Regions from separate parts of the Mus musculus genome. Here all the other regions are linked to region 1. A link is a contact called in public HiChIP or PLAC-seq data. All regions are on one chromosome and are shown on one strand. Each heading gives the region's core, a stretch centred on a gene start, on an enhancer-like site or on the middle of the called end of the contact. The rest is flanking DNA. Distances are from core to core; before and after follow the strand shown. Region 1 holds the start of Klhdc10 (kelch domain containing 10). Region 2 has its middle 25 kb from the start of Mir29b-1. Region 3 has its middle 4.2 kb from the start of Mir29b-1. Region 4 has its middle 18 kb from the start of Gm40359. Region 5 overlaps Gm40359 (a long non-coding RNA gene). Region 6 holds the start of Klf14 (Kruppel-like factor 14).

Region 1 (3,939 bases), core at 709-3,208:
AAAATTAACTCATTAGGGGTTTTTTTTTTCTCCTGTTTTAGGATCACAGACTTTGGTTTTGGGGAGCGGCTGGGGACAGTCTCATAAATCACAGAGTGGCTCTAAACTCATTATATAGCCAAGGCACTTGAATTTATGGGCCTCCTACTTCTGCCAGTGAGGTGTTGGGCTGGGGAGACAGGCAAGCACCATCACGCTAGGCTTCTGTTTGGTCCAGCCTTTTTTCTTAAATTTAATTTAATTTAATATATCTGGGTGTTTTGCCTGCCCTTATGTCTGTCTGTACATCACTTGCATGCCCAGCACCCAGAGGAGGTCATAACAGAGCGTCTGATCCTGAATTTGGACTTACAGATGGTTGAGAGCTGCTCTGTAAGTCCTAGGAATCGAACCAAGGTCCTCTGGACGACCAGCCAGTGCTCTGCATACATCCTTCTAGCTCTTGGTGGTCCTGGGTTTGTTTGTTTGTTTGTTTGTTTTTGTTGTTGTTGAGTCTGGATTTTATGCCGCTAAGGTTGGCCTTGAACTTGTAATGTATCTATCTGAGTGGGGCTGGATTTGAATGCCTGATCTTTCTGCCACCATCCTCGGTTGGGGATTACAAGAGTGTGTCACCATGCTGAGTTTTATACTGTGGCAGGAGACTGTACCTTTGGTGCTAGACAAGTATTTTAAGCAACTGAGCTACCTTCATCCCCAGCTCCATGGGTTTTCTTTTTATCAGATGTCAAACATTTCAATAAACTGTATCATAATGCATAATGGATAAAAATACTTCTTTTCCTACAGAAACTGGGTGTGGAGACAAAAAACCAAAATTTCATGACGACATGAAATTTGCTCACTGAGATCAAAGGAGACTTCTGGTCTCAGCACTTTCTCCTTCTCCACCCCACTCCTTAAAAAAAAAAAAAATCCAACATGTGAGGTTCTCATGTGTGAAACATCAAGGGGGTCAGCAGTCCATCAGATTAGATCTTGAAAGGTTTTGTTTCCCTTGAGAAATTTATGTTTTTTTTCCTTATTTGGAAACAGCAATGTGTATCTGCATTTTCCCACTGTGCACTGCGCCTCCCCAACTTCAAAGCCAAATTTTCGGTTTAATTTTGAAACGATGGGAATTTCTGATATTTACATTTTAAAATCACATCGTCCGTTCCATTTTCTATCGTTAACTGTGTATATTGTAAGACAATTGAGGTGGATTGTTTGTGTGTGTGTGTGTGAGTAAAACATTTACTTGATCGTGTGTCATCTAAGAGAGTATCTTTTTCTATTGTTTTTTTCTTGGCAGGCATACACAAGCCGCGTGTTTAAATAAAGATCTTCACTGATGCCTGAAAGATTTTCTTATTGAAATTTTCACTTGTGTTTCTATGATTACTCTAATATCGAACAGTTTTCGGTATTTGCTAATCGGGTTTAAAGCTGTTTGCTCTTGACGTGGCTTTTGCAGGGGAAGGGTCCCGGCAGTGCCACCGTGAGACAAAACAAATGATGAAAGCCAGGAGTTTTTTAGATTTCATCTGACTCCTCCCCCTGCCCCCACCTCCCGTGAGCCCTTTGTGTGTGGCAACAGTCCGCAGACCGGGGCTCAGTTTGCAGAACTGCAGACAGATGTACCAACACCAAGTACATGCATTGTGTACCTATGATGTTTCTAAATGCAGTGCTTATGGGACAGAATTCCGGAGTATCGACCATGCTGAGGCAGCGACCCTGCTTGGGAGTCTCCTCTGGCGTAGCCTCCCCGCTCGGTCTTCGACTATCTGGTCTGAGCCCCCAGCATCCCGGAGAAGCGGGCGAGCTCCGGGAATCGATGCGCTCTCTGAGCGTCTGCTTACGCCTTTTCTCCCCCCATCTCTTTTAGCTATAGCTATGGTTACCACGTCTCTCCCCGCCTCCCTCCACCTGCCAAGAAAGAGACTGCCCATTGGTCCACTGTCACCAAGGCGGCCAGCCATTGGTTGCTGGAGAGCCCGGCGCTACCCCGGCCCCCGTCTCCCGGGTCTCTTGAGGAGCCCGGGAAGGAGGCTCGGCTCGCGCTGCCGGGGCAGGGGCTTGCCGGGACCGGGCTGCGGCAATCGTTAGCGGGCCATGTCGGCTGCCCAGGGCTGGGACCGGAACCGCCGGCGGGGAGGAGGCGCGGCCGGCGGGGCCAGCGGGGTTAGCGGGGCCGGCGCGGCCGGCGGGGGTCGGGGCACCGGACAGCTCAACCGATTCGTGCAGCTCTCGGGACGGCCGCACCTGCCAGGTGAGTGGTGGGGCCGCTGCCGGCGAGAAGGTGGCGGTCGCCGGGCTCTGCTGCCCCTCGGACACACAGCCGAGGGAGGACAGGGAAGCAGAGCAGCAGGAAGGTGGCGTTGAGGTCAGGAGGGGAACCGGAGCACGCCGAAGAGAAGTCTCGCTGTGTCGACAGCTCGGGGAGGAGAGTTGTATTTTCCTCCCGACCGAGAGGCCGCTGTCTCTTTGACATTCCCAAATGTTTCGCTTGCCCGGTTCTTAATCTTTTCCTCTTCCGCGGATGGATGTTGTGAAAGAAAGACATTGGTGTTTAACTGTGGAAAATTATTTCAAAAGGAGTGCCAAATTAAGGAGAGGAGAGCAATATAGAAGTGATTTTGTTTGAAAGGAAAAAAAAAAAGCCAACCAACTGTGTCAGAGTTGGATATTTTGAAATGGAATGAGCATGTGAAAGTGTGTGTGTGTATGTATGTATGTGTGTGTGTGTTGGCTAGGGAGTATATGGGAAAGAAAATAAAAAAGATTAAGGGAAATGGTTGAATCAGTAATATTTGGGGATGTACAGAGACAGAATGGGTAATGGTGACTAGATTTTAAAAGGGGGAAATGAAGATCATGAATATAAAGAAACGAAAGGATGTGATCCCGGTATCAAAACTGAAAATTGGAAAAATATACCTACTGCTAAAAATTTCATGGTCTTTGAGTTCACATGTTTTAAAAAAAACAAAACAAAGTCATGTAGGTATGTGTGTAAACAGTTGTAAAAAGCGTACGTTTACAAATTTTCAGTCTGTTAAAAGGTAGAGAATTAAATCATGCACAGAATGCTAAATCATTTTATTGGGCAGTCGTGTTTTTTTTTTTTTTTCACCGTGAAGAGAATTGTCAGGAATGATGTACTAGACCTTCGCCATGTTTTTTTGTGTATGTGTGACTAGTGTTAAGTTGATTGTATCAGTGGTATATTTGTTTAGATGTTTTGAGAACCTGATTGTTTCTGAATTGTGTTTACTATTGTGACTTGTTCTTCTAGGTGGTAAAAAAAATCAGTTGATTAATTTAAAGATAACAAAGGGGATTTTACTTATTCAGAGAGATAATTACTAATATTTGTGATATGGTTTTTGATGTGTGCCAGAAATGTTCATTAACCCATTTGTTCATGCCATTAAAATAAAATTGAGACATTTGTAAATAATCAAATATACCATAAATTGGATTTGAATAAACAGTATCAGACTGGTATTCTGGAATTGCTAAATATGTGATGTTTAACAAGAAAAAAGGAGACATTTTTTTTTGTTATCATCAGTTAACAACAAAACCCTAGGTTTTCTGCATTACTAAGCCTAGAAGATAAATCCCTTGGCAAGGACTATTCCCAGTTTGCTCTCTGCCTGCAATCTTTTAAGTCTTTGGTCATAGATTAATTATTACACCATGAACTTCATGTGGGCATTCTCAGGGTCCTGCAACATACTGGTGCAGTTCCTCTCTGCTACCACATGAGGGCAGGGTAAGCCATGATTTCAAATAAGGGTCTGAAGTATGGCGCTATTTCTGCATTCCCTTAGCACAGGAGGACAAGAACAGCCATTTGTCCAGAGGTGAAGATAAAACGTGCTTAAACTGTGAAAATTGGAGAAGTGGAGTTGTCAGTCTTCGTTCTGCTTCCTTTCTTCCAGGCTGGCA
Region 2 (3,939 bases), core at 793-3,292, 690 kb after region 1:
TCCATGTCTTCTTTTTCCACAATGGCCCCATGGTACTGGTTTCAATGCAACTCATGAGCTCAAAGGGCTGGATTTATTTTTTCCAGACACTGTTCCTTTTGTTCTCAACCACCTCCTCATATGCTTCTCCCACCACGTTTCTTCCAGGCGTGTAACCACCTCTCCAATTTGTTATGAATGACACCTTCAAGTTCAAGTGACCCTACCTGATTTGGTGGCACACACAAAAAGTGGTTATGAATCCTTAGCTCTCTACCCAAAGTCATACTCCTTTATAGATGCGCCTGGCTAATCGGACAGGGATTCTGGGCTCCACACGTGACCATCCTGAGGGTATCAACCACTCTCTATTACTTACTTAGTCGTGTGTTCTCCACCCTTGTGTCTTTTCCTCTGGCTCTGTATTTCCACCCAGCAGCCACATGGAGTGACTTCTGGCCTGGCTGTTTCCTGCTTTTAACAGCAGTTCTTTGGGAAGTCTAACTGCCCAGAAGGGTAAGCCCCCCCCCCCCCAACCCCCTGAGAGTGCAACCCAGCCTCCTATACCTGCTGCATCTGGAGAGGGGTCTCCATTTCTGTGGATGCCTCCATGTGCAAGCAAAAGTGTAATGACGTGGTTAAAGGATTCGTGGCTTCTATCAGCATCTTGGGGTGGGGGGTGGGGAGGGAGGGCTAGAATCTAGAACAGATTGATAACTCTAACTCTGCAGCGTTAGGACATAACAGTATACTAAACAGACATGACCCAATAGACTGTACCCTCTACTCAGCCCCTTGGTGGGAGAGTAAGAACGCCCACAGCCGTCACCTAACAAGCATCCCTTACACTAATTAAGGATATGATCTGGACATGGGATCAGGAGGAGGCAGTCAGCACAGCTAACCCAGAGAGTAGCATACACATCTTCAGGGCTATCTTCTCTAAGTCTGCTCTTACACGGGACCAAAGCACTTTCTTTGTTCTCTTCTGAGGTTTATTTACTAGCACTGGTGAGAAAGAAAAGCACCAGGAATCACAAGTCTCTGCACACAGACATGTCACTTCCTCAAATGTGCATCTTACGGATCTACCTCACGTTTCGCTTTAAATAATAAAACTACAACTTCATTTTTATGTATATGCTATAAAAACAAACAAAAAAATCTTAATTCTTAGCTCCCATGGTTATCTGTAGGTCATGTGTGCTTCTGTAGTCAGGATCACACACAGAGTCCTCTTCATAGTAAATGTGAAATGTGTTACACACACGACAACCAGCAAAGATAGTTCTTTGAAGCTCTTCCTTTGATGAAATGCCATTTATAAGTTTTTAAGCAAGAATCAGTGAGCTTCAAAAAAAATACTCACGGTTGAACGGTCACCCAAGGATCCCCAAGTGCAGGCTGGGCTTGTCCTGGAAGCAGAGGACTGAATTCCACAGGAGAGCCAAGAGCGGGCCAGCAGAAAGCATGAATGCTAGCAGCACCTTCCTCCAGCCCATCACAATCCCAGGCTGAGACCCTGCAGTCCTGAACAGCGACAATAAAACCACATTAGGTTGTTTTCCCAATTCCTACGAAATGAGTCAGTAGGTCAAACAACTGATCCACTTGAGAGAACAATCCCTGCAGCTACACTCCCCGCTTCCAGTAACTGGGCTCATTCTCTCTGCCCTGCACAAAGTGCTCCCACTAACCCAGGAGCCCATGGGGCCTGGCAGACCCAGAGTGGGTACTGTCAGATAGTCAGTCTCTGCTGGGGTTAGCATCCTCCTTGGACAGAGGCTACTGCTAGTAGTGCCATACAGCTTCCTCAGAGTTACAGAAAAACTTCTCTGTTAAGACCCTAAGTCATTTATCTCCTTCACACCAAAGAAGGGTCTTAGTGCTTAAAACAGAAACCCAATAGTTACCCCTCTGAAAGCTCCCCCTAAAACAAATAAAACCACTTCCTTCTGCAAAAATACCTTCTCCTCCTCAAAAGATCTCCATATTCAGAAGACAGAGTGGTAATTCAATCATCCACACTGTTCAAACACACCCCAGGGTCCTCCTGCTGCTCGGCAGAACCATCCACTGGGCTTCAGGAAGCAGAAGTGTGTAAGAGCTGCCAGCAGTCTTTTAAATCCACGGCTCAAGTTGCTGAACACCTTGGGAAACTACCACCTACTCACCCAGAGGAGAGCTGATTCAAATAGTAACCTTCTGCATTGGAAACCACCAGCTACTACTGCTGAGAGGTCCGTAATTCCAAGAACTCATCCAAACAGGCAGATCTAAGGACACACAGCTCGACACACAGGGCTAGGTCAGCTGTGACAGCTCTTCAGTGGGAGACTTTTGCTTTCTGAATCCACAGGGCTTACTTACTTTCTTTTCTTTTTAAAGACAAGGTCTCATTTTCATCTTGAGAAAATGTCTGATCAAGCCACCAACTGAAAACCTGCCATTATAAACGAGAGATTTCACAATGCTCATTCCAAAATCTGCGGCTATTCATTTCTGGAAGTGACTCACTGAGAAAGGACGGCTGTTGGGGGTGGGAGGGAGAGATCATTTTTAGGAGACCGCCTGCACTCTGAGAACTGAGCAGAAACCCCACGGTGGCTACCACGTGTGTGGAGCGACCCCAGCTCAGCTCTGAGTCACACCCCCCCCCCCAATCCAGATGACACGCCATGACCAGTCTCCTCGTGAAAGCCACGGTGGACAAAAAGCCCTTTGGGCTGTGCACCCACCCTCATGGCTGCCTCTCGGGGCTATTTTCACATAAATCAGGAGGGAGGCAGCAGCATTTGCCACCTGTCAGGACTGACTCCGCGGCTGGTGAGTAACCAGCCACCGAGTCCCACTTCCTGTGACTATTTCCAAAAGACCCCATGCTATTTCCTTCAGGAAAATACGAAGTGCAAAGCAGAGCTACGGGAAGGAGAGACAGCCCCAAGAGCAAAGCTAAAAGCCTGCAATGTGATCGCTGTTTACCCAGCCACGCCTAGTTTTAATTTGGTTTCCCAACCCCTGTGTAATTAAGACTGCCAAAGAGAATAGCATTTGGGGTGGGGGTGGAGGGTGAGATCCACAAATGCTTAGACCTTCTGAGTGCGTGACCAGAAAAGCAATTGTAAGACTCAAGAGAACCCATCTGAAGCTGACTGGAGCATTAACCCTTGCAGGAGAGAGAAAGTTGGTTTTGTTTATTCCCAAATTTCAAACATGAAATCCTCTTTCCTCCCAGATGGCATTAAACAGAGTCTACTGCCACTCCCTAGGTTCGTAGAAGGAACCATTTTCAGAGCCGTTTATGGGACAGTCACGTTAACAGCAGCGCACACGTCATCCAACACTAAGGTGTCCTTTGAAGCTGCCATTGAAGTATGGTGTTTGGTGTTTTGCCAAACCTATTAGTTTATGCCAGGAAGAAGGGTATAGGAGCTCCTGACGGCAGGCTGCTCAGATGCATGGGGAAGGTAGAGTATCAGTCGTGGCAGGGTTTCTTTCTGAGGACACCATGCATGCTGGAGAAAGGCAGCCTTTTCCTAAGAGCTCGCCCTTGCCTTACATGGTCCAGCTGAGAATGAGCCTTCATTCTGGGTGAGGGGAGGGTGGGGGGAACCGGTGGGGGGAGGGTGTGTGTCAATGCCAGAGGAGGGTACACAAGCCTCTGCAATCGACAACTTCGGAGTAGAGACAGAGCAAGTCCTTCCTGGTTTTGTTTCAGCGCCTTTGGATGTTTTGGCCTGACTCTCTTCTTTCTTGTTTTTGGATACTAAGAAGGGACATGCTGTTTTGAACATTTTTACAAATGGTCATGTTGTTGATGTTGCTGCTGCTTGCCTTTGGCAGCACTGGGGACTGGACTCAGGGCTTCACACAGGTTAGGCAAGTCGCTCTCTATGGGGCTATATCCACAGGCCATCAGACTGATACTGGGAACCATTTGCATAATGTGAACATATTTCA
Region 3 (3,939 bases), core at 461-2,960, 670 kb after region 1:
AAGGACAAAAATAAGAAACCTTACAATACACAGATCACACGCTGGGCTGGCAGACTCTTCACCCTATGAGTAGAAACAGTTATCTTCCAAGGATAGACCCCTAAGCAGCTCTCAGCTCACCAGCCATGAAAATGTGGGCCTGCTTCACAACCCAGCCTGCATGCTTCATGCTGCTCTTCAACGCACTGCCCTTCCTGTGCACTTCTGTCAAATCTGATAGGGAAATCGGGGCCTGGTCTGAGTCAGTAACCCACAGCAGGGCTCTGTGTGGAAAGGCCCTGCAGTAGATGCGTATTGCTCCCAGTGACGTGAGAAGCCAGTCTGTTCTTGTGTTGAGCAAACTGGATTAAGATAACTTCCCTCGGGGCTTGGAGATTTCACAAGAACTATCACATCCTGAACCAGCACCCCTTGAGGAACACAGCTTCAAAACGTTAGGGCCACCAGGACTCGGCAGGCCTAACCGGTGTGTCTGGGCCAGGCCACACGTGTCACTGCAGTAGCTGTGCTCACACATCTGGAAGCCGTACCCAGAAGAGCCGAGCTTTGTAAGGGTTAAATCAGGTAGTACATGAGATGATCGAACGAGCAATACGGAACTTTCCTTTGGCATTTTAGTAGAGGGATGCAGCTAAGAGGTCCAGCTCACAAGTGAGAGGCATACACGGATGTGTCAAAAAAAGATACCTTTGCCTTGTGCCTCCCATCTCCGCACACTTGAATGAGCACCTGCAAATATATTCTGATTACTTCTCCATTCAAGGGCCTCCACGCGGGACCTGTGCTGTCGCTGGTGAGCACAGGTTTCTGTAGGTCTTCCCTGGTTGTGAACTGGCAGCTGGGTGTGTAAGAGTGGCTATCAAACTCCGATGGTCACTTAAAAACTCACTGGAGACTCACCGTGGACAAAATACAGCAAGACCTCTTTAAGGGTGATTTGCAAGCATGCACCTCAACTTCTACAGGGCCACAAAGACAACCTGCTACAAGCATTTTCCAGGGACAGACACGCTGCAGAGAGCCTTCGTGAGAGGAGCAGTATGTGGTATTTCGGTGACACACGAACCTCAGGGTGTATCCCACGGACGTGGGGTTCTCTACTCAGACACTTTCAAAAGGTCCCTTCTCTCTGCTGTCCAGTGAGAGACATTTATTACTTCCTTCCGCAGGCACTGCTGTGGATTGGCTACCTGCATTTGGCGACACTGGGGTGGTTATGACTAAGGAGCACGGCCCTTGGCCTTCCACTTGGCACAGCAGCGAGGTGTACTGTGCAAGCTGGTGTAGGAGCTGCAGCATGCTATAAACCTGTAGATCCAACCAGAGCAAGAATGAAGGTGTCTTGCACAGGGTAGGAGAAGGTCTATTTTCAAGGGGAATTGGTAAGCCCTAAGGCTTTAGCAATGCAGGCTGCAGAAGGCCCACAGAGGGCGGACATTACACTTGTCTTTGAGAACAATCCTTTTTGCTCACTCTACAGCCAGGCAGAGGGCAATTATGGAACTCAAACTACATCATTCTACTCTTTCCTATGTGGTCTAACTTTAAGCCAGAGGTACCTTTCATCAGACAAGAAGCCAAGGGCGTAGGCGGTGCCATTTCCAAAATATTGATCACTCAGGTTAACAAACTGGGAATGCTGTCCCAGCAGGCCCACACAGGATGGTTTACAAGAGATTTAACAACTCAACAAAGAGAAGCCCAGTGACTCAGCAGTCAAGATTCTAACCACTGCGATGTCCAAGTTAATGACTGCAATGCCCCTCAGGGAGCCTGGAACAGCAGAGGCCTCAAAGCTGATCCTCGAACCAGGATGGTGTGGGCCAGGTCTGTGAGCGGGTCAGCTTGGAAAAGAATACTATCTGCAGACCACATGAGGGCCAAGTGCCATTTTCTTTTTACTATTACCATGTTTCATTATCCAAATGTCAGGCTTCATCATGCCATCTCCACACAAGTAATGAGTATGTGGCCAGTGCTCACCACCCACCCCTCCCCCTTCCACATCCCCTTCCCAAACGCTCCCTTTCTCGTTCTGTGTCTCCTGTGTAAATGTGTGCATTGGATCTTGGTTTGCTTGCTTGTTTTGGATAGCCCAGACAGGGTTTCCCTGTGGACTCCTAGCTGACCTGGAACTTGGCTCTGGAGACCAAACTGACCTACAATGCACAAGATCCACCTGCCTCAGCTTCCCCAGTGGCTGGGCTTAAAGATGTACACTACCACATCCCACTGTTGAGTTTTGCTTTTCACTTGAGATTCCTTATATGGCAGGGAACATGCAGTACAAGTTGTCCTGAGTCTGGCTTGTTTGACTTAACACGACAACCCTCCATTCTATCCACTACTCTCACAATGTCCAAAGTCCATTCCTCTTGTAGTTCACGCCCTTCAACGTAATTTCCAAACAAGAATGGAGCGTCTGTCGGGAAGATCACTGGGCACTGGGATTAACATCTGAAGATGGTGACTGGTAAAAGAAATAGTGAGAAGCAGCCGTGATTATGTTACAGTCTGTGTTAACAGCCTTTGGGGCGGGGAACCCAGGTTCAGGATTAAGGTAGGGAGGAGGAGGAGGAGGAGGAGGAAGATGTGTCAAGACCCACACAAGGTGAAATCCAAAGTGCAGCAGTAAAGCCGTGGCACCATAAAGTACTAGCAGCTTCCCAAACTTGTGTGGCCACAGGCCTAAGGAGCGGGGCCAGTGCTTTAAGCAGTATCAGGGTCCCCATCAGATCACAGGCGCAGCGGAAGTGTTTAGAAAGTGGCTTACTGCATTTAGGCTGGCGAAGAGCCTCCCAGGTCAGTGTTTGAGAAAGCCTAATTACAGAGTAGCTATAATTCACCCTCTTCCCCCAGAGAACCTGGGAGCCCAATGGCCACCGCCCTATAGCTTGGTTGGCGGTGGGTTACACACCCAGTTTCTGCAGTGAAGAAACCTGCAGGAGTCTGTGAGTTTCCTCACACAAAAGTTCCATCTAAGGGCAGAACTGCAGCGAGGCTCACAATGTACCCAACTCCAGGGAGAAGACAGCACCTCGCTCTGAAGGGCTGGCCCTGGTCTCTGCAGAGGGAGGGGTTTCCCTCTCCTTTAAGCCCTGCTCCTCAGGAGTATCAGCCTGCGGAGTGCCAGGACATATATGTTACCCTCTGTCAAGGGTCATAAAGGGATCTCTCAAACGATGGCACCTTTTGCCTGGGATTAAAGGGACAAACAGTGTAGGTCCTGGATTAGGAAGATGCAGGTGTCTCCTCTACTGCTCCTTACACAGCCTTGAGCAAGCACTTTAACCCTTTCAGAGGGTTAGCTTTGAGATCTGTGAAAACTAAGAAAGAGAAAGCTGTGCATAGCAGCACAGATCTGCAATGCCAGCACTTGGAGTTGAGGCAGGAGGATCATCTGTAGCACACAGAATTACTGTCTCAAATCAAACCGTTCTCTCTCCTTTTTCTCTAGCACACGTCCCCACTCCCAATCCCACCCTGAAACTTTAAATAAATGTCTCCCTTTCCTGATGTGAGTGGCTGGCACAGCTAGTGTTTCAGATAAGAATCTACATTGTAAGCATCTACATACAATCAGGATGATTAAGATCAGAGAATGACTGCAACAGAACTGGGTGTTAGTAACCAAAGGCTGCTGGTAGTTCTGGAAGTTTCTGTGGAGGTCAAGGCCAGGCTGAGGGATGTCAAGACAGGGGGGAATCAAGAGTTGGATAAAAGAGATTAAGATCTGAAACAAACGAAGGTACTCTGGTCATTTCGACCCACCCACTCAGGCCTCCTGTTTCACTGGTTCATGATACGACTCCAGGGGCTGGAGGAACGACTTCAGTGTAAGTCAATCATAAGCCGAAGGAACAGGTACCAGACAGAAAGACAAGGCATAACTTGGGCAAACCCAGGAGGTGCCAGTCCCTGTAAGCCATGCACGTGGGA
Region 4 (3,939 bases), core at 867-3,366, 630 kb after region 1:
TAAAAAATGTCACAGTGCTGTAAAGTTTGGAGTAGTGTGACATTTATCGGAACCTCTTTATCAGATGTCTCTTGGTCATAAGCTTTCTGAGGCTGGGTTCTGTTAGGTGGCGTTGGGCATGACTTGGGTTTGGTTGGGGGGGGGAGCCGGAGGGGCAGAGCTTGGGATTCTTGTAGTTTGGGGTTAACAGGAGGAATCTGCTTACCATCACTTCTGTGGAACTGTTACCGCAAGGGGGCCCGGTGCAGGAACAGCTTTCAATAATCCTGGCACCATTCATACCTCAACCCCACACGCTGGCATAGAGGTGTGGACTGGTGGTCATGTTATGGTAAGAGTGTGTGCCCAGCACCATAATGATGTTGGTAGAGATGCCAACAGCAAATGCCGGTCCACAGGGAACTCTGACATACCTTGTTAGACAAAGACAATGGGAAGCTCAGGATGCGACATATCTAACCAAAATAAAAGGGCTCCTTTATCAGACTCCATAATGTAGCACACGCAATTGTAAATACTACTGTGCACTTGTATAGGAATCCCATGAAAGAATTTCTACAGGGCCCATAGCACGCTCACAACGGTTCCTGTGGGCAAAGTTGTTCCTCTTATGCAGTCCAACAAGGAATCATAAAACAGTTTTTTCCAGCTGGGTGAGGTGGTGTGCACCTATGATCTGAGCATCCAGAAGTCGGAGGCAGGGGAATCACGAGCTTAGTCTTTGTAGTGAGTTCCAGGCCAGCCAGGGCTACACACAGTGAGACTCTTGGCTCAAAAACAACGAAAATTGTACTAGCTATACCAGAAGAGTGAGTTATCTTTCTGGAGAAAACACTATAAAGTTGCTGTTATATGAACCAGTGATCAAATGTCATGTGGCCAAAACACAGGAAAAACAGGGCTTAAGCCAGAATTTTTTTAAGGGCAATGCTGGTGATATTTGTCAGCTTCTTCAAAAATATTATGATAATGTTTATAATTTTAAATCATATTCTCACCTAATTTACATTTGTGAATTAGGTCCTATTGATCACAATAAGCCTTTAAAATTACACTCAAGCTTTAGAAGACCTGGGTACATATACCCCTGGTTACATGTGGCTTCACTGATAACCATGCAGAAGAATTATAGAAATAAGAATTAATGTAATAATATTTGTGATCGAATTTAAGATTCAATTCCAAAAATTACTTTAAAAACACTTTTTCTAAATGTGTGTGTGGGGTGGGGGTGGGGGAGACAGACAGGCAGGCAGAGAGAGAGAGAAAGAGAGAGAGAAAGAGAGAGAGAGAGAGAGAGATGTCTGTGTCACACTGGGCGGGTAGAGGTCAGGACAGTATCAGCTGTTCTCAGCTTTCATCCACCAGGCTAGCTGGCTGGAGCATCCCAGGATTCTCCTGTCTCCACTTCCCATCTTAAAGGAGGCACACCTGCGGTAGATGTGCTATGGTACCAGTGTTTCATGGACTTTCTCAATCTAAGCTCGGGTCCTCACATTTGTGCACCAAAGTCCTTTTCACACACAGAGCCATCTGCTCTGCCCTAAAATTCCGATTTAATGAGCTTATGCAAAGAAGTATGCAGACATGTATATATATATATATATATATATATATACACACACACTGATAACTTTTGACAAATGTGTCAACCTATGAAACAGCTCTCAAATCAACATAGAACATATTTTCATCATCTTCCAAAATTTCTTTGTGCTACTTTCTAGTAAATTCTCCCCACACACGGAAGTTGTTCTGATTTTCATCACCAGAGATTAGCTTACCTACATGTGAACTTCGTAGGAAAGGACTTACACAGGGTGAGCCCTGTTTGTGACCGATTTCTTGATTTATCTTGTACACGGCAGTAATTTCACAGGCCAGGTTGACTATGTTAAGGCAGGCCAAAGCATAAACAAGATCTCTGGGCCTATGAGGATATTCCTACAAGAGATTAGTATCAAATTGGTCGACTGAGTTTGATCTGTAGGTGGGATCTGTCCTCACCGTTGTAGTGGATGTCATCCAGGCCTGAGGCTTACATAGGACAAAAGTGCAGAGGTAGGCTGCCTCTTTTTCTCAGCTAGGCCAGCCTCTGCTTCCTTTCCCTGGGTCTGCCATCTCCAGGGCTTACAGCGCCAACGCTACCCACCCCCACCCAGCTTTCCAAGCCTTTGGATTCAGGCTGAGTTAGAGCCAGCAGCTCTACGTCGCCATCTTGTGGCCACCAGAGGATATGGCAACATATCATCTCGGTCGCCATTATATGAGCCAATTCTGGCTTTCTCTTTATGTCTGTACCCACATCAGCTACATCACATCGACTCACCCACCCATCTTTTCTCCAACTCCTGTCAGTTACCTATCTGTTATCTATAACTATTCGTATGTATACAACGTCTCTTCCCACCTTTCTGGATAACTGACTAATATGTCCTTTGAAGACTTATCTATGCTGTGGTATACACCAGCAATCCGTGTCTCTCTCTCTCTCTCTCTCTCTCTCTCTCTCTCTCTCTCTCTCTCTCTCCCCCTTCCTTCCTTTCTTTTTTCAATTACAGAGTGGTATTCAGTTAACAGAACAACAATTATCTTCATATAAGCTGCATCAAAGACTACTGAAGATTAAAAAAAATAATAATAAAACCAAAAGAAAAAAAAACAAAAACTTAACTACTGTCCCCATATATAACTAATTTGTGCTGTGCACAACAAGAACCTGCTTTAACTTTCCAATCCGGTCCACCTCCCTGGGGAGTAGTATATCACTGTTTCCTTATTTGCCTGATGAACATTTCGTTATTTCTAGACTTTGTTTATTATGAATAAATATATATAAATATGTGCCTAAGTAATTTTCGGAAGATGGACTTCCATTTCTCTTGGGGATGTGCTGTGGAATTCCTCCATCCTATAGAAGGTAATTATTGAAACATTTTCCAAAGTGGTCTCAGTTTCAACCCTGACTCAGTGGTTAATGAGTGAACTGGTTATTTTATTTTTAACAGCATCCGAAGGGGTGTGAAGTGGTATCCTGTCTGTGGTTTTTTCTCATAACTCCCTGATGAATAATGAGACCGAGTGCCTTCTCAGGTATTTACTGACCGCCCCATCCTCGTTATCAAGTGTTTCCCAAATAGCTTGAGTATTTTAATTTGGATTATCTTTTACTAATTTGCATACACTCTGTAAATTCAGTTCTGATTGAAATCTTTAATTAGTTCAGATCTATCTATCTATCAAGCATACATTTTTACACAATCTATAGTCTGTCTTCCATGGCTTAATTTTTTTTTTTTTTTTTTTTTTGAGACAGGGTTTCTCTGTATAGCCCTGGCTGTCCAGGAACTCATTTTGTAGACCAAGCTGGCCTCAAACTCAGAACTCCACCTGCCTCCGCCTCCCGAGTGCTGGGATTATAAAGGTATGCTCCACCATGCCAGGTTCCATGGCTTAATTTTTAAATTTTATAGTTAGAGTTATATAATTCCACAAATGGGGGTTTCTGTAATATACACCTTTACTTGGTTTCCTCTATGAGTTAATAATTCAAGTTCTCCTAATGTATGGGGTTTCTCCACTTCTCTTACCATTGACTTCTAATTTAATTTGGCTGTGGCCAGACAGCATGACCACCTCAGCAAGTTAGCAGCATATCATCTACCATCACAGTAAACATCTGTGCAGGTGTGGTGAGAATATTTAAGATCTGCTATCAGCAAATTTCTGATGTACAGTAGAGTATTGACTATAGTAGTCATGCTGTTGGCTGGCTCTCCAGAACTTTCTTCCTATCTTTTAACCAACAGCTCCCATGTCCCCAGCAACTCCGCAGCTCCTAGCAACCCCCATCCTATACTCCGCTTCTCTGATTTCATCTCGTGTAGATTCTGCATATCAATGAGCACACTGCGGGGTTTATACTGTGTCTAGGTTATT
Region 5 (3,939 bases), core at 441-2,940, 610 kb after region 1:
CATGGTGTCTTTTCACAGCAATGGAATACTGACTAAGACATAGGAGAAAGTTACCCATAATAAATGAACTATTCTTCATATTACCCCTTCTACAAAATATAAGTACATTAGACATTCACAATATACAATATCAAAACAATCTGAGGAATAACCACAACAGAGACGCTGCAGGTTTTAATGCCACTTCGGTGAATATACGTGTGATAGAGAGGTGGGGCAGAGTTAGCAGATGGAGCTGCTCATGACAGACGTGGGGGTGAGGCTGTGGTGGGGTGCAGCGGGGGGTGGGGGAGCTGTTGTTCCTGAGTAGCCTGGAGCCTGGAGCCCTCACAGCCTCTGCCCCCAGCACACTGCCCAGGCTACAGATCTCTCTCAGCTCTGAGCAGAGACAGGGCTTCCAAGATGGAGAACAGTTCATTTCCTGGATTGGACCACCTGAAAAGACGTCCATGGTTCGTGCCGCTGCTGTTGCTGTTGCGGGATGTTGATACCCATGGGTCTGTGTTGCTGCCAAAGGCCACGTGGATGTTACATGCTGCAGTGGGGGTGGAAGGTGGGGTTGGGGATATGTTGATGTCCTTGGTCCATACTACTGCTAGAGAACACATGAGTGTTTGTGGTCAGGGCTGCGGCCAGAGGCCAAGTTGGTATCTGCGGTCCATGCTCCCGCAGAGGGAGGGCCTTGTTGGCGTTTGTGGTCTATGCTGCCACCTGGGGTCATGTTGAGGTCCACAATCCATGCTGCCGCTGGCTGTTTTGGGCCAGGAAGCTTCTTTTGTCGTGGCATCGTCGATCTAATGCAGACTCACAGTTGAGAATGAGAGACATAGAAGGCATCTGTGACAACATTCCCCACCCCCTCCCCCGCCACCTCCACCCCTAGCCCACCCCTACTCCCAGAAAAAAAAGAAAAGAAAAAAGTCAGGCAGGAAAACGTTGAAGAGAGTGCTTAAAAATTGTGCTAAGGCAGCTAAAGTGTAGCACTTCACAGTTGGTGGCTTCTGGTGGGGTGGGGATGGGGAAGGACTCAGTTATCTTCAAGTGGCTGGCCACTGGGCATTTCAGCATGCTCCATTGAGTATATGGGCAACACAAACTGGACCTGGGGTATATTTTTTATTTTCTTCTGTTTCTTGGGGGGTGGGGTGGGCGGTGAGAGTATGGACCCGGGAAGAAAGGAAGGTGAATGGGGTACGATCAGGCGATCAGGGTGCATTGTGTGAAATTCCCAAATAATCAATAAAAATATTATGCTTGATTAAATAACAAAAACAAAACCCACCACAACAAAAATAGGAGAGAGAGAGAGAGAGAGAGAGAGAGAGAGAGAGAGAGAGAGAGAGAGTTTTGAAGCATTCACAGCTGCACAGAACTTCCATTGTCAAGCTGGCATAAAGAGCTTTCTTCTGTTAATGTTTACAAAACTGCTTGGTGTTTGAGTCTGCTAAGACATTGTAATTCTTAGGCTAACCCTGAAAATGTTTCCTGAAAGCTTCATCCTTACCAAGGTGCGCTACAGCTCACAGGATGCTCAATAGCAATTAGTAACATAAAGTAAAAGTCAATAAAGAGTTAAAAAAATCTGACTTTTCTATTTCAGGCAACATTTTATTTAGGTAATGAAGGCCGTTAGGGCCTAGGATAGAAAGCCTTGGCATTCTGCCCAGAGCATGCTACAGTTTCAAGTGCTAAGAGGGAAATGATGGCATAGGTTAATTTGGGATCTTGGCCTGTGGCCACAGCTCACGGGACTTCTGAATTGAGAGAGAGAGAGAGAGAGAGAGAGAGAGAGAGAGAGAGAGAGAGAGAAAGAGAGAGAATTGATTTAGAAAGTCAGCTTCTCAGGCAGCAGGGGGAGGGGCCAAGTCTAGTTCCAAGAGGCATTTAAGGATAGAGAGGCTGAAGAAAGTCCACTGAGACTAGCTGGGCTGAGGGTAGGACACTGGCAGCAATAATGGTGAGAGAAAATGACTCAAAGAGGGTACCACTTCCTGAGATGGACAGGCTAGGAGCCTAGCACAGAGTGCCACTGAAGACTCGGTGGAGACTCATCCCTTAGGACAATTCTTAACTGCATGTACAAAAAAAAAAAAAAAAGGGGAAAATTGCCATCTCGAAAAGCCAGCAGAGTTCACTGAAATAGTTAAAATCCATGGACTCATATGGCAGGAGCCATTCCCCAGCAAAACGCAGACAGCAAAAACACCCCATTATAACCTCTGCCGGGTCCAAGGGAGAAGCTACAGGCTGGTGGGCCTCTGCTTCAGAAAGGAAGGAATGGGAGAGGATGCTCTTAGCTTTTGTTGGTTTCATTGTCCTAAACTCCCCTCCTCTATCGAGCTATCTATCAGTGCACAGTCACTGAAGGCCAAGCGGGGAAAGAAATACAGAGCGGCTCTCATGGGCCAACTGCAGCACAGCACAGCATATAGACCAATAGACCCTGCACTTTGGGGGTCTATTGGTCTATATCCAGAAGTTGAGACACTGTTCATGTAGCTCAGTGATAGTGTGGTTGCCTAGCATGTGTGGAGTCCTGGGTTTGATCTCCAGCATCCTGCTAGGTGCTGTGACTCACACCTGTTAACTTGGCACTCCAGAGGTGCCACACCCACTCCAGTAAAAACTTAGTGGCAGGCCCAAAAGCTTGGACACAGTCCCATGGCAAAATGTTTCACGGAAACTTAGTCTCTTGGAGCCTTGGCATCCTGTAGCAGGAATACTCCAAACATGTCCTTGTGTTAGTCAGTGAATGGATCTGTGTGCTTTCTTTCAGTATTGTTTTATTATAGGTGCCTCCAAGCAATGATTTGTCAAATACCTAAGCTAAATTGAACTTTGCTTCCTGGCCTTCACCAATGTCCTAGGCAGTCCTTGAGCCGACCCTGAGCTTGGAATTCAGTAAGAATGTTGCCTATTCAGATGAATTGCCTCCAGTATTGAAAGAGAGATAGTTAAAGAAATCAGGCATTACTATCTACTACATAGAGTTAGAAATTTCAGGGCAAGCTTAGCAAAGTAAGTTTAGAATTCTTATTATAATTATGAATGGCAGACTACATTACTTAATAGAAGAAAGTCTACACAAAATCACTTAGATTAACAGCCAAGTCACTCCCATATACAGGAATTTACAATGGTTTAGGAAGAAGATTGGGCTGTGGTTTAAGGAGGAACTAGAGTATTGCATTATTCATGAGAAGGTTAGCTAGAGCAGAACTCCCTAATTAGAACTATGGCTTGGACACAAAAAGCCCTTGCCCCGGGAGCATAAAGACCTCACACCTGGCTTCTAAGAATATAGCTGACCTTAGATAGAGGTGATTTTGTCTCAGTTGTTTTATTGCCTAGTTCCTGCTAGTCTTTATGTATGCATTCCTCTATTTTGTGTAAAGAGTCATTATGCATTCGGTAACCTCAGTGTACCTTGGCTGATGTGTTACCCAACTTCCTTATTTTCTTCTGTATTTTAAGTCTGATGCTCGCTTTGAGAAATTACATTCAGATCAACACTCCCTTATGTTGTGTCTGTTTGTCACCCTGCTGACTGAGTCCAGTCCAAGGCACAGAGGTAGAGACAGGAGGATCAAAAGTTCAAGACACAGCAAGTTTGAGGCCAGCCAGGGATAGACAAAATCCTATCTCAAAAAATAATGCGCAAGTTAATGAATACTTAACGAGGAGGTGACGATGTGATAGTCTCAGTACTAATTAGACATTCCCACAGTGTCCAAACCTTGATCTTGATATGGTTTAGAAAATTGGATGTTTCTACAAAGCTTTCTATGAATGTTGCTAAAAATTCTTTGGTTGCTTTATACCAAGTAAAACCCTCTGGGCAAGGTTTCAAATATATTTGAAAATTACTTGTAAAGCTATTAGGGAGATCACAAAGTGTAATTTGGATATAATTGTGCTACTTGAATCTTTTAATTAAAA
Region 6 (3,939 bases), core at 366-2,865, 560 kb after region 1:
GCATCTCAGAATTCAGTTTTACATCTCTGGTGCCATGGAGGGAAGAAACTTCAGTACGCTGGAGAGTTCATCCCTTCTCAAAGGTTCCTGCAGGCTGTTTGGAAGAAACCGTTCATTTCAGAAGATGTTTGTGTTGCAGGACTTCCTGCTATCTTCTGGCTCCCAGTCCCTCTCCAGAGTCCGACAAGTTTGTCTGAACCCATCCCCAGTGCGGAGCAACCAGTCTGTACCTCGGTCTAATGACCCTGGAAAATAGGAATGGACAGAGAGAAGGCATGGACAACGGCCTGGGGGGCAGCGGGGGTGGGGGTTGTGCTTGAGGGAAAGATAGACAGCAAGACAGTCCTACAGGCAAGCAGTGAAGCTGGTCTCCTGGCCAGAAGAGGAGCTGGAGTCGGAACCAGAGCTTTCCACCATGGCTGGGGGTGGTGGCTCAGGGCGGGGAGTGCGACGACGACCTCGGTACTCGATCATGTCGGGATGGTAAGTTGGATGGCGACGAGCATGCTTGGTCAGGTGGTCGCTCCGAGAGAACTGCTTGGGACACAGCGGGCAGGAGAAGCGCTTTTCACCGGTGTGCGTCCTGTAGTGGCGGGCTAGCTCATCAGAACGCGTAAACTTCTTGTCGCAGTCGAGCCAATCACAGGAGAAGGGGCGTTCCCCCGTGTGGGTACGCTGGTGTGACTTGAGGTGCGACGACTTGTAGTAGGCCTTGTTGCAGCCATGGAAGGAGCACTGATGTCGCTTGGATGCGGGCGTAATCTGCCTCCTTCGGTACGTCGGGCCCGTTGATGGCGCAGGGCGGGCCCCTGGGGGCCCCTCGGGCACTTCTCCGCTGTCATCCGGCTCCTCTGAGGCCTCAGGCGCATCCAGGATAGCAGAATCACTGCAGGAGCTCTCGGCGTCAGAGAGCTCATCCTCGAAGAAGGCCTGGGTAGGCTCAGAGCCCCCAGTAGGGCTGGAGCACCAGGTCGGCTCGAAGCAGCTAGTTGAGGCACACGGAGCTTCTTCGGAGTCTTCCCTGAAGTCTTCCCGGGCACCACAGCTTAAATCAGCCAAAGCGCTCGCAGCCAGCAGGTGGGGCGCGCCATCGCCTTCTCCGGGGCTCGGGGTGGGGACCTGGAGGACTGGGGGTATCCACAGCACCCCCCGTGACCCGGTACCCTTCCCCGCCGACTCCCGAGACACTGCACCCACCTCGGAGACAGCCGCTGCGCTCGCGCCTTCGGGGTCCGTTGCGCGCCGGTGCAGCACGGCGCGGGTGGACATAGACACCAGGCACTCGGCAGCGAAGTAGTCCAGGCAAGCCACGGCGGCCGACATGCTGGCGGCGCCCGGTTGCGGGCGAGCGCCGTCCGAGCGCGGCCAGCCGCGGGCCGGAGAGTCCCCGGGAGCGTCCGTCCCGCCGCTTGGAGCCAGACGAGCTGGAAGCCGGTGCGCGCCGCTCGCCGCCCGCAGCCGCTGCTGCCGGAGCCGAGCCCGCCCCGCCTGACGCGCCCTGACGCACTGAAGCCTGCGGGGGTGGCGGGGACCCGCCCCGGCCCGAGGACACCCCTGGATCGCGCTGCCGCGCGGGCTATGGCATTCCCAGCAGCCTGGGAAATTATCTTGTCTGCGCTTTCTCTCCGCTGCTGGCGAGCCAGGTAATTTCAATGCGCGCAAGTCCCGGATCGCAACTTCTGGGCAGCCTGCCGGCCTCGCCCCCCTCGCCCCTGGTCTCTGGCCAGCTGGGTGTCAGGCAGAGTCCTAGAAACTTTTTTTTATCCTCTAAGGGGGAGGAGGGAGCGGCGAGGGAAAAAAAAGCGGCGCTAATACCTGACTTGTCTTTCGCTTCGCAAACGCGATCGCTGGCGAAGTGGGCTGCGATTGCGTTTGACTCGCGTCCACCGCTCACAGCTCAAATGGAAAATAGCCCCAAGTCTTCATCCAAAAGAAAACGGGGGCGAAACAAAGTTTTCTCATTTAGCAGTTCGGCTGTTAATGCAGGATCGGCAGCCTTGTCGCCAATAGATCACCGCGTAGCCATTAATTAATAGCGTTTTGAATCAGAAACGGTTTTAACCCTGGCGAGAGCAAAGAATCATCCCCGCTTGAAATAGAAACTTAAAATCCTTGAAGTAACGATTTAACTATTCAAGCAACGAAAGAAAAAAACGCACGTTTAAACTGCATTAACCTGTCACAGGCACACAAACAAATATCCACGCTGAAATATAAATTACAGACTAGCAGCGAGATAAACACATTAAAATGGACTCCCACAATTTTAATAATAGAAAGTCACGTTTCCAATTAGGCAACCTCTTCTAGTTCTCTTTTGACAAAAAAATTAAAATTAAGAATATGCAGCAAAATAGTATAGAATGCTCATCCAGTGGTTTATGACTGTGGGGGCTTTTTCTTTTTTATAATCAAATATGAATGATTTCTTTCACATGCCTTCACGGCTTTATTTGCCCCCCTTTTTATTTTTTAAAAATTAAAAACCCCACAGAAAATAAACAGGATGATTTCTAAATGTAGTGCTACCACGGTTTGGGATGTACATAGGCTTTACTTTTGTACTATTACGTTATGTGCACTTTATTTGCAATGCTTCACTATTTTTTTCTTTGGAAAAGTAAAATGATACACATGCTTCAAGAATAACATATGTCCATATACTTGATGATTAGAATAATCAAATATGATATTTTTGTCGTGTTTGCTTCAAATTTTAAATTTATATTAAGCATCCAGAGAGGGTAGAATGTCATTTCCCTCGTTTCTCTAGCACTGTTCGTTTTCTCCCTCGCTAATCAGTATCATAAAGGGTAAATTCTTCTAACATTTGCTGTGCTTTATTACACAGCTACCTAAGTATGTAAATAGACCCATGTATCTTTGTTAGTGTATTTTAAATGTGGGCAAGTGTTACTGTGCTGCACATGTCTCTTTGCAGCTTGCTTCTCCCAGCATGATTTGTGGGTTGATACCTGTAGAACTGACTGTCCATTTCAGCAGTTTTAAAATAGTATTGGCAGTTGTATTATTTTTAAAGAGACCCAATTCTAAAACGGATTCATTTTTGTTAAAGATACTGCCTCAAATTTTCAGATGCTGCAGCAATCCATACATGAACATTCTCTGAGAATGATTTAGTACCTGATTTTTCTTTTAAATTTATGCTTTAGAAAAACGTGTGGAGATATTTTAAAATGATGAGAGAATATAATACAAGTGTACCTGTCTGGTATAATTCATAAATGTTACTATTTTGTCATATCTGTTTTAGATCTTCTTTTTAAACTTTAACTAGTCATCATTTCTGATGAAATTCAAGTCCCCTCTGCCTCTCTGGCTGCACTCTCCAGCCTTCCCCCAAAGGCAAACTCTATCATGAATTTGGTATGCAACTTTGCAATTTAGGTTGCAGACTTTCAACTTTATATGAATTTATATGGAGATACTGCTTTTTAAAAATATATACACATGGTTTAAGACTGTATATATTATTCTTTAACTTGTTTCTTCCTTCTTGGTATGTTTTTGGGTGTTTTCCCCCTCCTAATCATGTTGGTGAATATAAATGCAGTTCACTCATTTTAATTGCTGCATTGTAGATCCATGCATATGAATGTGTCCTTTTTATTCATGGTCCTACTGATGAATGTTGAAGTTGTTGCCAATATTTTGGCATTGCTAGTGCATGTTTCTTTTGCACATATGCAAGAATTTCTCCAGTGTGTACCTAGGTGACGATTGCTAGGCAGCACTCATGTTTTGAGTCTTACTAGAAACTGCCAATGACGTTCCAATTTGCACACCCATCAGCAGCAGATGAGATGTCCTGTTTCCCTAACATGATGCTAAACCCATTCTAGAATCAGACTTATTTCTGCCAGTTGGCTTAAAAAGAAAATACCCAGTATCTTGTTATTTTATTTGAATTTCCCTCAC

What was found. HiChIP or PLAC-seq counts read pairs in DNA pulled down with a chosen protein or histone mark.
Region 2: a contact with region 1 is called in an H3K4me3 HiChIP or PLAC-seq map of bone marrow-derived macrophages, with 8 times the contacts expected there. The contact joins the enhancer-like site here to the promoter of Klhdc10 in region 1. A contact is called at or near these places in 1 of 39 promoter capture datasets (embryonic stem cells), 7 of 115 datasets of contacts at active chromatin or transcription factors (bone marrow-derived macrophages, embryonic basal ganglia, embryonic fibroblasts and 4 more) and 2 of 9 other capture datasets (embryonic stem cells and macrophages).
Region 3: a contact with region 1 is called in a FOXA1 HiChIP or PLAC-seq map of pancreatic cancer cells. The contact joins the enhancer-like site here to the promoter of Klhdc10 in region 1. A contact is called at or near these places in 1 of 39 promoter capture datasets (cranial neural crest), 1 of 15 datasets of contacts at CTCF or cohesin (the NIH/3T3 cell line), 12 of 115 datasets of contacts at active chromatin or transcription factors (the NIH/3T3 cell line, bone marrow-derived macrophages, craniofacial prominence and 9 more) and 1 of 9 other capture datasets (macrophages).
Region 4: a contact with region 1 is called in an H3K27ac HiChIP or PLAC-seq map of differentiating embryonic stem cells, with 19 times the contacts expected there. The contact joins the enhancer-like site here to the promoter of Klhdc10 in region 1. A contact is called at or near these places in 24 of 39 promoter capture datasets (the 3T3-L1 cell line, 3T3-L1-derived adipocytes, the C10 cell line and 16 more), 7 of 15 datasets of contacts at CTCF or cohesin (the NIH/3T3 cell line, embryonic stem cells, hippocampal excitatory neurons and 3 more), 145 of 484 Hi-C or Micro-C datasets (the AML12 cell line, the AtT-20 cell line, B cells and 82 more), 49 of 115 datasets of contacts at active chromatin or transcription factors (the 230-238 cell line, DN3 thymocytes, the HPC-7 cell line and 34 more) and 4 of 9 other capture datasets (adipose tissue, embryonic stem cells, liver and 1 more).
Region 5: a contact with region 1 is called in an H3K4me3 HiChIP or PLAC-seq map of embryonic basal ganglia, with 8 times the contacts expected there. The contact joins the enhancer-like site here to the promoter of Klhdc10 in region 1. A contact is called at or near these places in 6 of 39 promoter capture datasets (the 3T3-L1 cell line, embryonic stem cells, epiblast stem cells and 3 more), 11 of 484 Hi-C or Micro-C datasets (the C10 cell line, CD4 T cells, bone marrow-derived macrophages and 6 more), 24 of 115 datasets of contacts at active chromatin or transcription factors (the 230-238 cell line, the NIH/3T3 cell line, SST interneurons and 18 more) and 1 of 9 other capture datasets (adipose tissue).
Region 6: a contact with region 1 is called in an H3K27ac HiChIP or PLAC-seq map of embryonic stem cells, with 8 times the contacts expected there. The contact joins the promoter of Klf14 here to the promoter of Klhdc10 in region 1. A contact is called at or near these places in 6 of 39 promoter capture datasets (the 3T3-L1 cell line, embryonic stem cells, liver and 3 more), 8 of 484 Hi-C or Micro-C datasets (LSK cells, the N1E-115 cell line, bone marrow-derived macrophages and 4 more), 24 of 115 datasets of contacts at active chromatin or transcription factors (the 230-238 cell line, the NIH/3T3 cell line, the SCID.adh cell line and 16 more) and 4 of 9 other capture datasets (adipose tissue, embryonic stem cells, macrophages and 1 more).

Annotation. Positions count from the first base shown.
Region 1 is chr6:30,399,897-30,403,835 of GRCm38.p6, forward strand. It overlaps Klhdc10 (kelch domain containing 10), which reads left to right and starts at 1,959. Exons shown (of 10, transcript NM_029742.3): 1 at 1,959-2,254. The coding sequence starts at 2,098.
Region 2 is chr6:31,086,144-31,090,082 of GRCm38.p6, forward strand. No RefSeq gene overlaps it. Among named protein-coding and RNA genes, the nearest start is that of Mir29b-1, 25 kb to the left of the region's middle. Within about 2 kb of position 2,043, at least 182 of the 459 cell types and tissues checked have an H3K27ac peak or open chromatin away from gene starts, as enhancers often do. A contact at or near this core is called in bone marrow-derived macrophages, embryonic basal ganglia, embryonic fibroblasts and 3 more, where this site is marked.
Region 3 is chr6:31,065,316-31,069,254 of GRCm38.p6, forward strand. No RefSeq gene overlaps it. Among named protein-coding and RNA genes, the nearest start is that of Mir29b-1, 4.2 kb to the left of the region's middle. Within about 2 kb of position 1,711, at least 33 of the 459 cell types and tissues checked have an H3K27ac peak or open chromatin away from gene starts, as enhancers often do. A contact at or near this core is called in pancreatic cancer cells, where this site is marked.
Region 4 is chr6:31,031,010-31,034,948 of GRCm38.p6, forward strand. No RefSeq gene overlaps it. Among named protein-coding and RNA genes, the nearest start is that of Gm40359, 18 kb to the left of the region's middle. Within about 2 kb of position 2,117, at least 54 of the 459 cell types and tissues checked have an H3K27ac peak or open chromatin away from gene starts, as enhancers often do. A contact at or near this core is called in the AtT-20 cell line, the N1E-115 cell line, SST interneurons and 15 more, where this site is marked.
Region 5 is chr6:31,009,906-31,013,844 of GRCm38.p6, forward strand. Gm40359 (a long non-coding RNA gene) reads right to left here. Exons shown (of 2, transcript XR_868931.2): 2 at 160-794. Among named protein-coding and RNA genes, the nearest start is that of Gm40359, 3.1 kb to the right of the region's middle. Within about 2 kb of position 1,691, at least 36 of the 459 cell types and tissues checked have an H3K27ac peak or open chromatin away from gene starts, as enhancers often do. A contact at or near this core is called in bone marrow-derived macrophages, embryonic basal ganglia, neural progenitor cells and 2 more, where this site is marked.
Region 6 is chr6:30,957,375-30,961,313 of GRCm38.p6, forward strand. It overlaps Klf14 (Kruppel-like factor 14), which reads right to left and starts at 1,616. Exons shown (of 1, transcript NM_001135093.1): 1 at 1-1,616. The coding sequence starts at 1,323. The coding sequence ends at 346.